Linked DNA regions of Pan troglodytes: region 1 is linked to region 2. A link is a contact called in public Hi-C data. All regions are on one chromosome and are shown on one strand. The core of a region is the stretch at or near the end of the contact, and the rest is flanking DNA. Distances in the headings are between cores, read along the strand shown.

Region 1 (6,147 bases), core at 925-3,424, 200 kb after region 2:
GAGAAGAGTTTAACATTTTCCTGATCCTGAGTAACAAGATTTCTCCCAGGTCAGAGTCTCCCTGTTCATTATAATCACTTCCTGAGCTGCTTTCTCATCTTGCCCTAGCATTCAGGACCAGTGGCCTTAGATTGATGCTTTTATTAATTTGCTGGATTTATTCTCTCTCTCTCTCTCTCTCTCTCTCTCTCACTTTCTCTCTCTCTCTCTCTCACATACACACACACACATGCACACAACATGCCCCAAAACACAAAATACACACACATTTAGCATTTTTCAACTCAAGTCGTTGGAGCTTGTGTCTCATCTCATTATCATCCTACAAATCATCTTGACACATTTATTTCTGCTTCTCCAACTTTAATTTCTAGGATGCTGATATGGTTTGGCTGTGTCCCCACCCAAATCTCAACTTGAATTGTATATCCCAGAATTCCCACATGTTGTGGGAAAGACCCAAGGGGAAGTAATTGAATCATGGGGGCTGATCTTTCCCGTGCTATTCTCCTGATAGTGAATAAGTCTCATGAGATCTGATGGGTTTATCAGGACCTTCTGCTTTTGCTCCTTTCTCATTTTTCTCTTGCCACCACCATGTAAGAAGTGCCTTCCTCCTCCCGCCATGATCCTGAGGCCTCCCCAGCCATGTGGAACTGTAAGTCCAATTAAACCTCTTTTTGTTCCCAGTTTCTCATATGTCTTTATCAGCAGCATGGAAAGGGATTAATACAGATGCTGTGTTTAAAATTCAACCTGACACATCATATTTTCCTAAGAATCAAGATGGAATTGCATTAGCCAGAGGTGAATGTGAAGATTACTGTGGATTCAGCGAGGGGCGGAAGTGTGGAAATGAGAATGACTCCAGAGTCAGACAGACTGGGAAAAGATGATGACTGCCATTCACTAACTGAGGCCTCAGGTTAGGCACTTACCTTCTCTGAGCCTCAATTTGCTCATCCACAAAGCGGTAGTAAAGGATCTCAAAAGAATGCTGTGAAGATTAGATGTATATTGCATGCAAGTTCCCTAGCAAAGAGTTAGGGCTCAATTAATGCCACTTTCTCCCCCTTTAGACTTATTCAGTTCTCAAGATGATCTCTGTGCCCACTTGCCTGGAGGAATTTTTTGGGCCCACTGGAGTAGGAGCTGGTATTAAGAGCATCTTTCGGTACTGCAGAGAAGGAAATTCTCACGGCTTAAACTTGGAGTGAGAGAGCTCGAAGAGGAGGCAGGAATCTTGGGAAAAGAAGAAAGGGGTGGTGAGACAAGAGGCAGTTTCTAGCATCATGGGGAGGGGAAGAGGAGATCATAACAAGGCATTGTGATGGGGAAGAAAGAGCTGGAGGAAAAGAAGGGAGCAGGCAGAGCGAGGCAACCAACCAAAGCAGGGAAAGCAAATGACTGTCACCACGCAGGCCACCATCTCTACACGGTGGGGGAAGCCAAGCACCTCCTCAGACTCAGCTCACAAGAAGGTGACACTGCAGGGGAAGGCTCTGGGCAGCCCTCATCAGGGTCCAGGGCCCCCAGCCAAGAAGAAGGAGCCGCTATGAAGTCCATTCCCATGGCTAGGCTGCTGAACCCCTAGTGTGGAGACATATGGGGCAAAAGAGAGTGTCAAATGAAATAGGGAACCCAACTATCAGGCCTGGCTGTCATGTGGGTCTAAACTCCAACTACTTTTAATATAAGGACCCAGATTTAAGTAAAAAATGGACATACCTCCTGCATGATAGTACTTACACTTACAGCCACATGGCACACAAAAACTGCTTAGAGCAAATGGAGATATTTGAGGACTCATTTCCATTATATCACCACTCCGCAGGGATCCACAGCCATGGGATTCAGAGCAACTCCAGGAGGGAGAATGAAAACCCCAAAATTTTTCAAGGGGCTCTCTTTTCCAGGTTTACAAAGGGAGAATTGGGGTCCTTGTGTCAATTCTTCCAAGGGAAAGGACCACCTCCTCCCTTCTCCTTCTGTGCTCCAGAGCAGTAGAATCTGACCCTCCTAATTACATTCTTGCCTCACTTGGGTTTATTCCCATTTATTCCCCACCCCCATTCCCCTCTTTGCCAAATTCCTCTTCCTGATGAGTCAGGGATTAAAAATGCTTGGCATCCTTGCTGAATAAATAGTATTTGTCCACAGTGACACTGGTCAGTGGCAAACTGCCTTTGTTCTGTGATGAGAAGCATGAGCACACAACTTGCAAGTTGTCTATCCAGGACTCTGGTCCTATATGGGCATCAAACTCATGCCCTTGGCCTTGTTTATGTCCTGTTCCAGCTAGCTAGGCTGGCTTGCACAGAAGGAAGGAGTGAAGGTAGAGGGAGAAAGGGAGAGAAGGGGTGGGGGGGAAAAACTTGTGCTGGTTTTATACAAATCTTCTCCAGTTTAATCATACCTGTGATGTAGATAGAATTAGTCCCATTTTATAGATCCAGAGAAATTCAGTCAGTTGCCAGATTTGCAGGGGTTAGAAAAGCTAGAATTTGAACTCTCCTATTCTGAGTGGGAGCCTGTCATTCTTTGTGCCACATCAAGCCACTGATGGAAGTGAGCAGGCAGTTGACTGAAATTGATTGCCATTCTGCCAGCCTCCAAGCCTTAGGAAATGGCCTGCCTCAGATAGAATGGAAGTTGCAGTGGGCATCAGACAGCACTTTCCTCTTTCCCCTCGGCCTCTGGCGTCAGGCTGCCCCAGAGGGAGATCTGTTGTGTTTTCAGCAGCTCTGGAAGAGACATTTCTCCGGGAGTGGTGGACACAACAGTGTCCTGTTATTCCCCTGCAAGTCCCACTGGGGTGTGGCAGCCATAGCAGGAATTGCTTACTTCCCTTAGCAGCCCCTGACCATCGCATGTGCTCACATTAGCTCAGGAAACTCTGCCATATGGGCTTCTTATGTCTCCTGCCTTCCACAGCTTCAGGCACCTCTTCAAATGCTTTTTAATTCAGCTGGCATTGTGGCTCACAACTGTAATCCCAGCACTTTGGGAGGCTGAGGTGGGCAGATCGCTTGAGCCCAGGAATTTGAGACTAGCCTGGGCAACATGGTGAAACTCTGTCTCTAGAAAAAATACAAAAATTAGCTGGGCATGGTGGTGCATGCCTGTGGTCCAAGCTACTCAGGAGGCTGAGGTGGGAGGATCACCTGAGCCCAGGAGGTTGAGCCATGATGGTGCCACTGCACTCCAGCCTGAGCAACAGAGTGAGACCCCATTTCAAAAATAAATAAAGTAAATAAATTCAGACTGTCATGAGCCATTCATTCCCAAAGATTCCATTTGTGCTTAAGCCCAATATTTTACAGACAGGATGAACAAGACTCAGAGAAGCAAAGAGACTTCCTGAAGGTCACATGGCAAGTGAATGACAGAACTAGGGCCAGAATCAAGGTCCCTGACTATTCTTCAGTCACTCAGCAGACATTCATTGAGTGACTAGAATCTGCTAGGCACCACTCCGGGTGCCAGGTGTCCATTGCTGTCCTTAGAAGCAAGCTGCGCTGCTCTGCTGGGGCTTCCCTGCTCCCCTTTCCTGGATGCTTTTCATTCCCAGCCCCAGAGTCTAACCCCGAGACCTCCAGGGCCACTCACCACAGCATTCCTGAAGACTTAGAAGAGGTGCTTTTGTGTGCAGCCCTTTCCTCCAAGACCCTGGAATGCATGTTCGCAGAACTTGCTGATTTATAGCCATGTTGCCTTTCAAAGAATTCCCTGGCCTGCGTTAAGTCAACAGATTTGAGAAAAGGCTTGTTAAAAGTTCTGTCACGGGAGCCAGTTGTTCCTTGTGTTCGCAGGATGCTTTCTTTAACCCTGGGTCCTGCTCAGGCCAGTAACAGCACACCCTGGGCCTACAACTGCTCAGGATCTGTGTGTAAGACATGGAAACTCTGTCATATAAATGTATTTAGTGCTCCTCCGTCGAATAGCCCTAAGCCCTGTCATATAAATGTATTTACTGCCCTTCCCTCGAATAGCCCTAAGCCTCTATTCTCTCATTTATCATTCTTTGTTTTTTACTGCCTTAATGGTTTTTGTGATCATATTAGCCTATTTTCTATTTTTATCCTCTTGTCATTCTGCCCATCAACTGAGAGCAGTGGCCATATCCTGTTTGTACATGCCGACCTTTCTGAAAACCATTCATTCATTCATTCATTCATCCACCCACCCATCCATTCAACAATCCTGGCCCTGTCCTGGGAACTGAGGATGCAGCAATAGAGAAATAAAGATGGCTGCTGCCTGCCAGGTGCACTGCCCAGATCCTTGTTCAGGGTCACTCTGCTCATTCCCCAGCTGCCAGGATTGTTACTGGCTGATGACCCACATTGAGTCCTCCCTATGAATTGCCCTTGGCCAAAGGGAGCTGTGTCCCCTTCCTGGGGACACTCTGCATCCAATGACTGGCTGATTTGGGGCCCGCCCCCTTTGTCTCAATTCAGGACATCCCTGAAGCACTTCCCCAGCCTCAGGGCTCCCCTGGGAATCAGTGGAGACCTCTGTTGCAACTGAATCACAGTTCAAGTCCTCTCTGTGCCCAGTCTTGCTTCCTTCACACCCTGTGGCTGCTGTGCCTGAGAGCACCCGCCGCCATAACCCTCCTTGCACGCAAATCTCCAGCTCAGAGTTTTGTTCCCAGGGAAGTCATCCTATGACACCTGCTATCATGAAGCTTATATACTAAGAGTGATAGAAAATAAACACAACAAATAGTAACACAGTTATGTGAAAAATTACATTGCTGTGGGAAGAAATAGAGTGGGGTCAGGGGATCAGGAATACAGATTGGGAAGATGATTAATTTTTCATATTCAATAGAATGATTGGACTGGCATCTCTGAGAATGTGACAGTTGAGCAAAGACTTGAAATTAGCAAACTGAATGTCCAAAAGCTTCTGAATCCAAAATTGAGCCTGGATCAGTCAGGATTTCCCAGAGAAACAGCACCAATAGGATGTGAATGTGTGTATGTGTGTGTGTGTGTACATATATGTGAATATGTACATGCATACACACTCAGATCTGTTTCAAGGAATTGGCTCATGGGATTGTGGAGCCTGGCAAGTCTGAAGTCTGCAGGGAAGGCCAGCAGCTGGAATAGGTGGGAGTTGATGCTTTAGTCTTAGGGCAGAATTTCTTCTTCTCTGGGAAACCTCAATTTTTGCTCTTAAGGCCTTCAAGGGATGAGGTGAGGCCCAACCACATTATGAAAGATAATCTGCTTTACTTATAGTCTACTATTTGTGAATGTTCATCACATCCCCAAATACCTTCACAGCAGCACCTAGGTTAGTATTTGATTAAGCATTGGGTACTATAGCCTAGCCAAGCTGACACAGGAACCTGACCATCACACCTACTCTGTCCCACAGGTACATATCCCAACACCTTTCCCTGCTTTACTTTTCTCCTTAACACCCATCAAGAGCTGACATTCTGTATATTTTACCCTCCCCAGTGTCTTACACCAAGCCCACTTCATTCATTTATGTAGTACCTGTTTATTCTCTTGAAAACATATAAGTTGGTAGCCTTCCAGTGTGAGTATCCCCAAGAGAAAATACGCATCAAAAATTAAGAACTTAGAAATGATAGTTGAGGTGGAGGAACTTCCAGCAGTGGCAGCTCAAGTGGCCAAGACAAGGTGGGTCAAAGTCAGGGTGATGGTCATGGTCCTAGACATGGCAAGAAGGATGACAAGGACAAGAAAAATAAGTAGTAACCTCCTGTACCAACTAGAGTGGCGGAAAAAGAAGAAAAAAACAAAGGGACAAGATGTTGCCAGTAAACTGCCACTGGTGACCCTTCACACTCAGTGTCGGTTAAAATTACTGAAGTTAGAGAGAATTAAAGACTATCTTCTCATGGCGGAAGAATTCATTAGAAATCAGGATCAAATAAAACTATTAGAAGAAAAGCAAGAGGAGGGAAGATCAAAAGTGGATGATCTGAGGGGGACCCCAATGTCAGTAGGAAACTTGGAAGAGATCATCAATGACAATCATGCCATTGTGTCTACATCTGTGGGCTCAGAACACTATGACAGCATTCTTTCATTTGTAGACAAGGATCTGCTGGAACCTGGCTGCTCGGTTCTGCTCAGACACAAGGTACATGCGGTGATAAGG
Region 2 (5,986 bases), core at 3,303-5,802:
GTACATACCACATTTTATTAATCCATTCACTCATTGATGGACAATTGAGCTGTTTCCACTTTTTGGCTACTGTGAACAGTGCTGTTATGAATATTGATGTACAGATTTTTGTTTAAATATGTTTTCAGTTCTTTTGGGCATATACCTAGGAGTGGAATTTCAGGGTCATATGGTAATTCAATGTTCAGCATTTTGAGGAACCACCAAACTGTTTTCCATAGTAATGGTACCATTTTACATTCAGCAGGACTTTGGTGTTAAAAAAAAAAATAGTCCTGGTGGTTAGAATTTTCTCCTTCCTGACTCAGTGGAGTGGAGGAACTGCCCAGTGGATGGGAGGGACAATAAGTGGGGGCCTGGACCTTTCTGCTGCCTCATTAATCCTCAGTTGTAGGAAGGCACTAACTGGGCTCTCTGCAAAGCACATTTTACTAAACTAGTGGGGAATCAGGAGGGGGATGGGAGAGAGGTGGACAGAAGACTCTGAAAGTGACCAAGTCTAAGCAAGAAGCCATTATATAGACCGTTATGTGTAGACGGTCTTGAATCCTAATCACTTTCTTCAAACAGAACCGTGGTATTCTTGTGCATTTATTTATGGTAGTAATTGCCCACAATCTTGGTGTCTGATGTCCTATAGCAACTTGAAGGGGAGCGTGTGTCAGAACCCCTTTAGAGGAGCAGGGGCCGATCAGGTTTTCCAGGAGCACTTGCCATGGAAGCCAACAGGTTGGGCAAGGAAGTTACTGGAGTGTCTGGAAGAGCAGGACATTGAGGGAAAGCACAGGGGGTTGGAGCCAGGGAGGCTCTGCCATTAGATGGAGAGAGGCAGAGTGCAAGCAGGAAATAGAGCAAGCCATTAGGAGTCGGAGGCCAGGTCTGCAATCCTATAAGGCAAAGACAATGGGTTCCGCAAGAGGCATTGACCATGGATGGGGCTGGGTGGCCAGAGCTCATTATTCTTACAGGTTGTCCCATTGGCTGTGAGGACAGTCAGAATGGAAGAGGCAGAGTCTGGGCAGGCAAAGAACAGCCTTTCTCAATAGGTTTCGGAGATAGCTTATTAAATGTGTGTTCAGGGGATTTTTAAACTTCACCCAGATATCTTTTAATATATATTGATATCAAGAATATATTATAAAACCTGAACCCTGGCAAATGCAAAGTCTCCCTCCTTTGAAAATAGTCACCATAGTTCATGTTCTGTCCTGTTTTTTTTTTAAAAATATATAATTTCAACTTTTATTTTAGATTCAGGGGTACATGTGCAGATTTGTTACATGGGTATATTGTGTGATATACATGTGATGCTGAGGTCTGGGGTAAAATGATCCTGTTACCCAGGCAGTGAGCATAGTAGCCAATAGTTATTTTTCAACCCTTGCTTCCCTCTAGTATCCCCCAGTGTCTATTGTTGCCATCTTTATGTCTATGTGTACCTAATATGTAGCTCCCACTTATAAGTGAGAATATGCACTGTTTGGTTTTCTGCTCCTGCATTAATTTGCCTAGAATAGTGGCTTCCAGCTGCATCCATGTTGCTACAAAGGACATGATTTCCTTCTTTTTTATTGCTGCATAGTATTCCATGGTGTATATGTACCAGTCTTCCATTGACGGACACCTAGGCTGAGTCAATGTCTTTGCTATTGTGAATAATGCTGTGAAGCACATAAAAATGAATGTCTTTTTGGTAAAACGATTTCTTTTCATTTAGATATGTACCAGTAATGGGATTGCTGCTGGGTCGAATGGTAGTTTTGTTTTATTTCAGAAATCTCCAAACTACTTTCCACAGTGGCTGAATTAATTTACATTCCCACCAGCAATGCCAGCAATGTATATGTGTTCCCTTTTCTCCACAGCCTTGCCAGCATCTGTTGTTTTTTTGACTTTTTAATAACAGTCATTCTGAGTGGTGTGAGATCTCATCGTGGTTTTGATTTGCATTTCTCTGATAATCAGCAATGCTGAGCATCTTTTCACATTTGTTGGCTGCTTGCATGTCTTCTTTTGAGAAATGTCTGTTCATGTCTTTTGCCCACTTTTTAACAGGGTTGTTTGTGTTTGTGTTTTGCTTGCATAGCTGCTTTCCATGTTCTTTTCTATGTTATCTAGAACTATAATAAAAGTAACTGCCCAGCTCTTTGGGAGGCTGGGGCAGGCGAATCACTTGAGGTCAGGAGTTCAAGGGTAGCCTGGCCAATATGGTGAAACCCTGTCTCTATTAAAAATACAAAAATTAGCCGAGTGTGGTGGCACACACCTGGATTCCCAGCTATTCAGGAGGCTGAGGCAGGAGAATTACTTGAACCCCCAAGGCGGAGGTTGCAGTGAGCCCAGATCGCACCACTGTACTCCAGCCTGGGAGACAGAGTGAGACAGCGTCTCAAAAAAACAAAAAAAAAGGAACTAGGTCTAAGACAGGGTACCCAATCTATTTCTAAGAAGATGCTACTTCTCATTTTCTGGAAACACTGTAGCAAAGAGGAAGGGACAATAATGTCCCATAGTGGGTGGGCAGATATAAAAACCCCAAGATGTTCATTTCAGGCCCAAAGTGACTACTGCTTGCTACCCTCACCTTTCTCTGCTGGAACACTACCAGCCCCTGTGAGATGTGGGTGATCTCATGGGTGTTTGGAAGAATCCCAGTACCAGGCTAGGGGATCATCAAAGCTGACTGGATCAGTCCTGGTAGATCAGGAAGCCTTACTGAGTAACGCTAATGCCAGGTCTCCAAACTGCCACTGAGCATCAGGGGTCCTTCCCACAATATCTTTGTTTCTCTAGGTCAAGAAATGATGCCGTCCCTAGAAACAGAGCAATGTTTATGTAAGAGTCAACTCAGAGACCTTGTGCCGGTACAAGAGGTACTATCTCATCCTGCTCCCCTGCAGGCACTAAATGAGACAAAATTCCTTCTGGAGTTCAAGTCCAGAAGGCTGACTATGCTGTTAATGGCAGTATACTGAGTTAAGAGAAGTCGGGGAGATGGGAATATTGGGTCCACGATTCTGCCTGGAGGGAAGAATTGTGGTCTCCTCAGTCCTGTGGAGTAGGGGTCCGGGCTGATGATAGCGCCTCCTGGTGCAGAGTATACAAACAGCTGAAGATCTGCCTGGACCCCCTACCCCTCTCTTTTTTCCTTGTGGAAACTGTGTATAATTTGGAAAGAGCAAGGACATCCTGGCTCGCAGCTGGCCAGCTCCACCTGCGACCTAGACACCCTCGCCCCTCCCTGCGGAGCCAGGCGAGTTCACAGGGCTGCCTCCGCTTCTTGCAGCGTGTCTGCTCTCCTGGCCTGGCCTCTCCAGACCTTTCCCTCCACGGGCAGCGATTTCCAAGGCTCTCAAGACTCCAAACCACGTCGTTTTGGGAGTGAAAAAGTGAAAGCACACATCGTGTCATTAGAGCAGCAGGGACCAGCTGCTGGGTCAACACTTCCGAAAACAGCGCTTCCTGGGGAGCGACCGGAGCGTCTCAGAATCTACGGTTTGACCTCCTGCCAATTCTCATGGTGTCTTTATACATTTTAACACAAAAATAAGATGTTTTCGCTTGAGAGCGAGAGGGAAATGAACTGTTAAGGTGCTCTGTCGCCAGAGAAGTGAAGTTGGGGGGTAAATTTTAGCAACCCCCGACCCCCCTACCGAGGGAGGATGCGAAGTCGGCTCCTGAAACGCGAGCGAAACCCCCGCGCGCTTTCCGGGGTGACGCACATGTCTGTGTTTCTTTTTGCTTTTGACCAAAAGTCGTAGGGAGGGGCCTCCTCAGGGGACAGTCGCGGGCGCTGTGCCAGTCGTTCCTGTCCCCCCACCAAAGTCAACCCCAGCCCCAGGCCAAGGCCGCCCCGGCCGGAAGGGCCCGCTGGTGGGGGCCGTGGGGGGCGCGGCGGGCGCGCGGGGCTGGGGGCGGCGGGTCCGCCTACCCCGCCTTCCTGGCGTGGAGAGTTTCGGTCCCAGCCTCGCTGGCGTGGACTCTGCCTGAACCACGCCTGGGATGCTTTTGCCAAAGGAAACTTGGGGGGTGGGGGCGGGGCGGGCGACGATTTCCCCCCCCTCCCCACCCCGCCCCTGTCCTCCTCGGCCGGGAGCCGCGCTGGGCCGGGGTCAGCTGGCTGCCTTTGTGGCCGCTTCCCAGGAAGGAAGAAGCGTTGTCTGCAGATCAGTTGATCCGCGGGCTTTCCTGTGTCGGAGCGCCGCCGTTTTCCGGGGACGGCTGCCACCCCCGTGATTCCCAGCCGGGGCTGCCGGCCGTGCGTGAGAGCCGGATAAATAGGCCATTGTGAGGCCGTTCAGATCTAGGTTTCTTATCACAGTATCCACCAGCGAGAAGCAGATTCGGCCCCTGATGGAGCTCATCCCAGCTTCTCTTTTCTTTCTCTGCACAGTTACAGCCATTTCTATTTTTTGCAGTTGTAAAGGGAATATTCAGAAAGCAATTTATTGTGTGCGACAGGGACTTAAGGGGGCGTGTCTGCAGACCGTGTTCCCACCGGGGTTGGGGTTCGCAACCTTGAGTTGAGCTCCATGGGCTTTGGTGTGTGAGGTTTCTACCCGCCCATCGCCCAAGGCAGGCACGTCCTTAAACACCAGCTGCAAGTATCAGGAGGGCAAGTCCGTAGGTCTCTAGATCCAGTGGTTTGGCTTTTTGGTGTTTGTTTTGTTTTGCGATAGCCTTGATCTGCTTTATGGACACTGAAAATTTGAAGGTCGAGGGAACACGAGTTAAAACAGGTCAAATGAGGGAGGTTCTGAGGAAGGCTGGTGGTTTGGGAAGAGCTGATGCTGATGGTGTTGAGTGTCTGTTTTGTTTTTGTTTTTCTGCTGCAGCAGCCGCAGGGCTGTGGAGGGGTTGGGGTTTCCTGGTGTTTGACTTACTGGATAGTCATTGCTTGGCATGGCTGGGTTTTTGGGCCTGTGACCTGTGCTCAGAAGCCGACGTGTGCTTAGTTGGATGCTCTACTGACACCATGTTGACATGCTTAATAATTTTTGAAAAGGACTCTGCATTTTCAGTTTGAACTGCACCCGGCAAATTATGTAGCCAGGGCTGTTAGTAGACTCTCAAATTCATTTGTATAAGCTTGAATAACGGTTTGAATAAGTTCCCATTTGAGATAAGGGCCTGCGGTTAGTCGATAAGCTGCTGAAGGTGATTCTCTTAGTTTTCAGAGTATCTACTGTGGCTGTGCTGACGGATTAGAGCACGTTCCACAAACTAAACCAGGCTGCCTGGCATCGTGGGCATCTGCAGGGAGCGGCACCAGCCCCCTGCCAGAACAGAAGAGTGCAGCCAGGCAAGATTAGCTTCGTTCCGCCTGCTGAGACTTCATCCTTTAGAAAGCATAGAATGTGCAGCCCTCAAAAACCTAGTGATTTCCTTAATAAGATGCTTATTTGTGCAGTTATTGCTTCTCTTTTCTTTTCCACTCTGAAATGCCTGGCTTCCAGGGTTGAAAGTGGATTCATCCTACCAGAAATATTCTATCGTTTTTGGGCACTGTGTTAATACTTCCAGCACCTGCTAAGGACTGAATGTTTGCATCCTCCCAAGATTCAGATATTGAAAATCTAACCTTCAATGTGATGGAATTTAGAGGGGGGTCTTTGGAGAGTAATTAGGTTTAGATGATGGCATGAGGGTGGGGCTCCGTGATGAGATTAGTCTCTATAAGAAGAGAAAGCAAAACTAGAGCCTTTTCTCCCTTCACCTGCATGAGGACCCAGCAAGAAGGTAGCTATCTGCAAGCCAGGACCAAGGCCCTCATCAGGAACAGAATCTGCTGGCACCTTGCTCCTGGACTTCCCAGCCTGCAGAACTGGGAGAAATAAATGTCTGTTGTTGAAGTCATCCAGCCTACAATATATATTCTGTTATAGCAGCCTGAGCTGACTAAGACAACCCCTAAACAACTCTTGAGAAATTACTCTAAATCAGGGACTTTGCATTTCTCAGAGACAGGGGAAGGGAAGTTGGCAAT

The links. A called contact is a pair of places that touch in the nucleus more often than the background predicts.
Region 1: a Hi-C map of stem cell-derived neural progenitor cells shows a contact between it and region 2, with 3 times the contacts expected there. The contact joins two enhancer-like sites. A contact is called at or near these places in 2 of 7 Hi-C or Micro-C datasets (induced pluripotent stem cells and stem cell-derived neural progenitor cells) and 1 of 1 other capture datasets (stem cell-derived neural stem cells).

What each region holds. Positions count from the first base shown.
Region 1 is chr4:58,358,162-58,364,308 of NHGRI_mPanTro3-v2.0_pri, forward strand. It overlaps the pseudogene LOC100608916. Among named protein-coding and RNA genes, the nearest start is that of ANKRD55, 53 kb to the right of the region's middle. Within about 2 kb of position 2,175, at least 4 of the 24 cell types and tissues checked have an H3K27ac peak or open chromatin away from gene starts, as enhancers often do. A contact at or near this core is called in stem cell-derived neural progenitor cells and stem cell-derived neural stem cells, where this site is marked.
Region 2 is chr4:58,158,174-58,164,159 of NHGRI_mPanTro3-v2.0_pri, forward strand. No RefSeq gene overlaps it. Among named protein-coding and RNA genes, the nearest start is that of ANKRD55, 250 kb to the right of the region's middle. Within about 2 kb of position 4,553, at least 13 of the 24 cell types and tissues checked have an H3K27ac peak or open chromatin away from gene starts, as enhancers often do. A contact at or near this core is called in stem cell-derived neural progenitor cells and stem cell-derived neural stem cells, where this site is marked.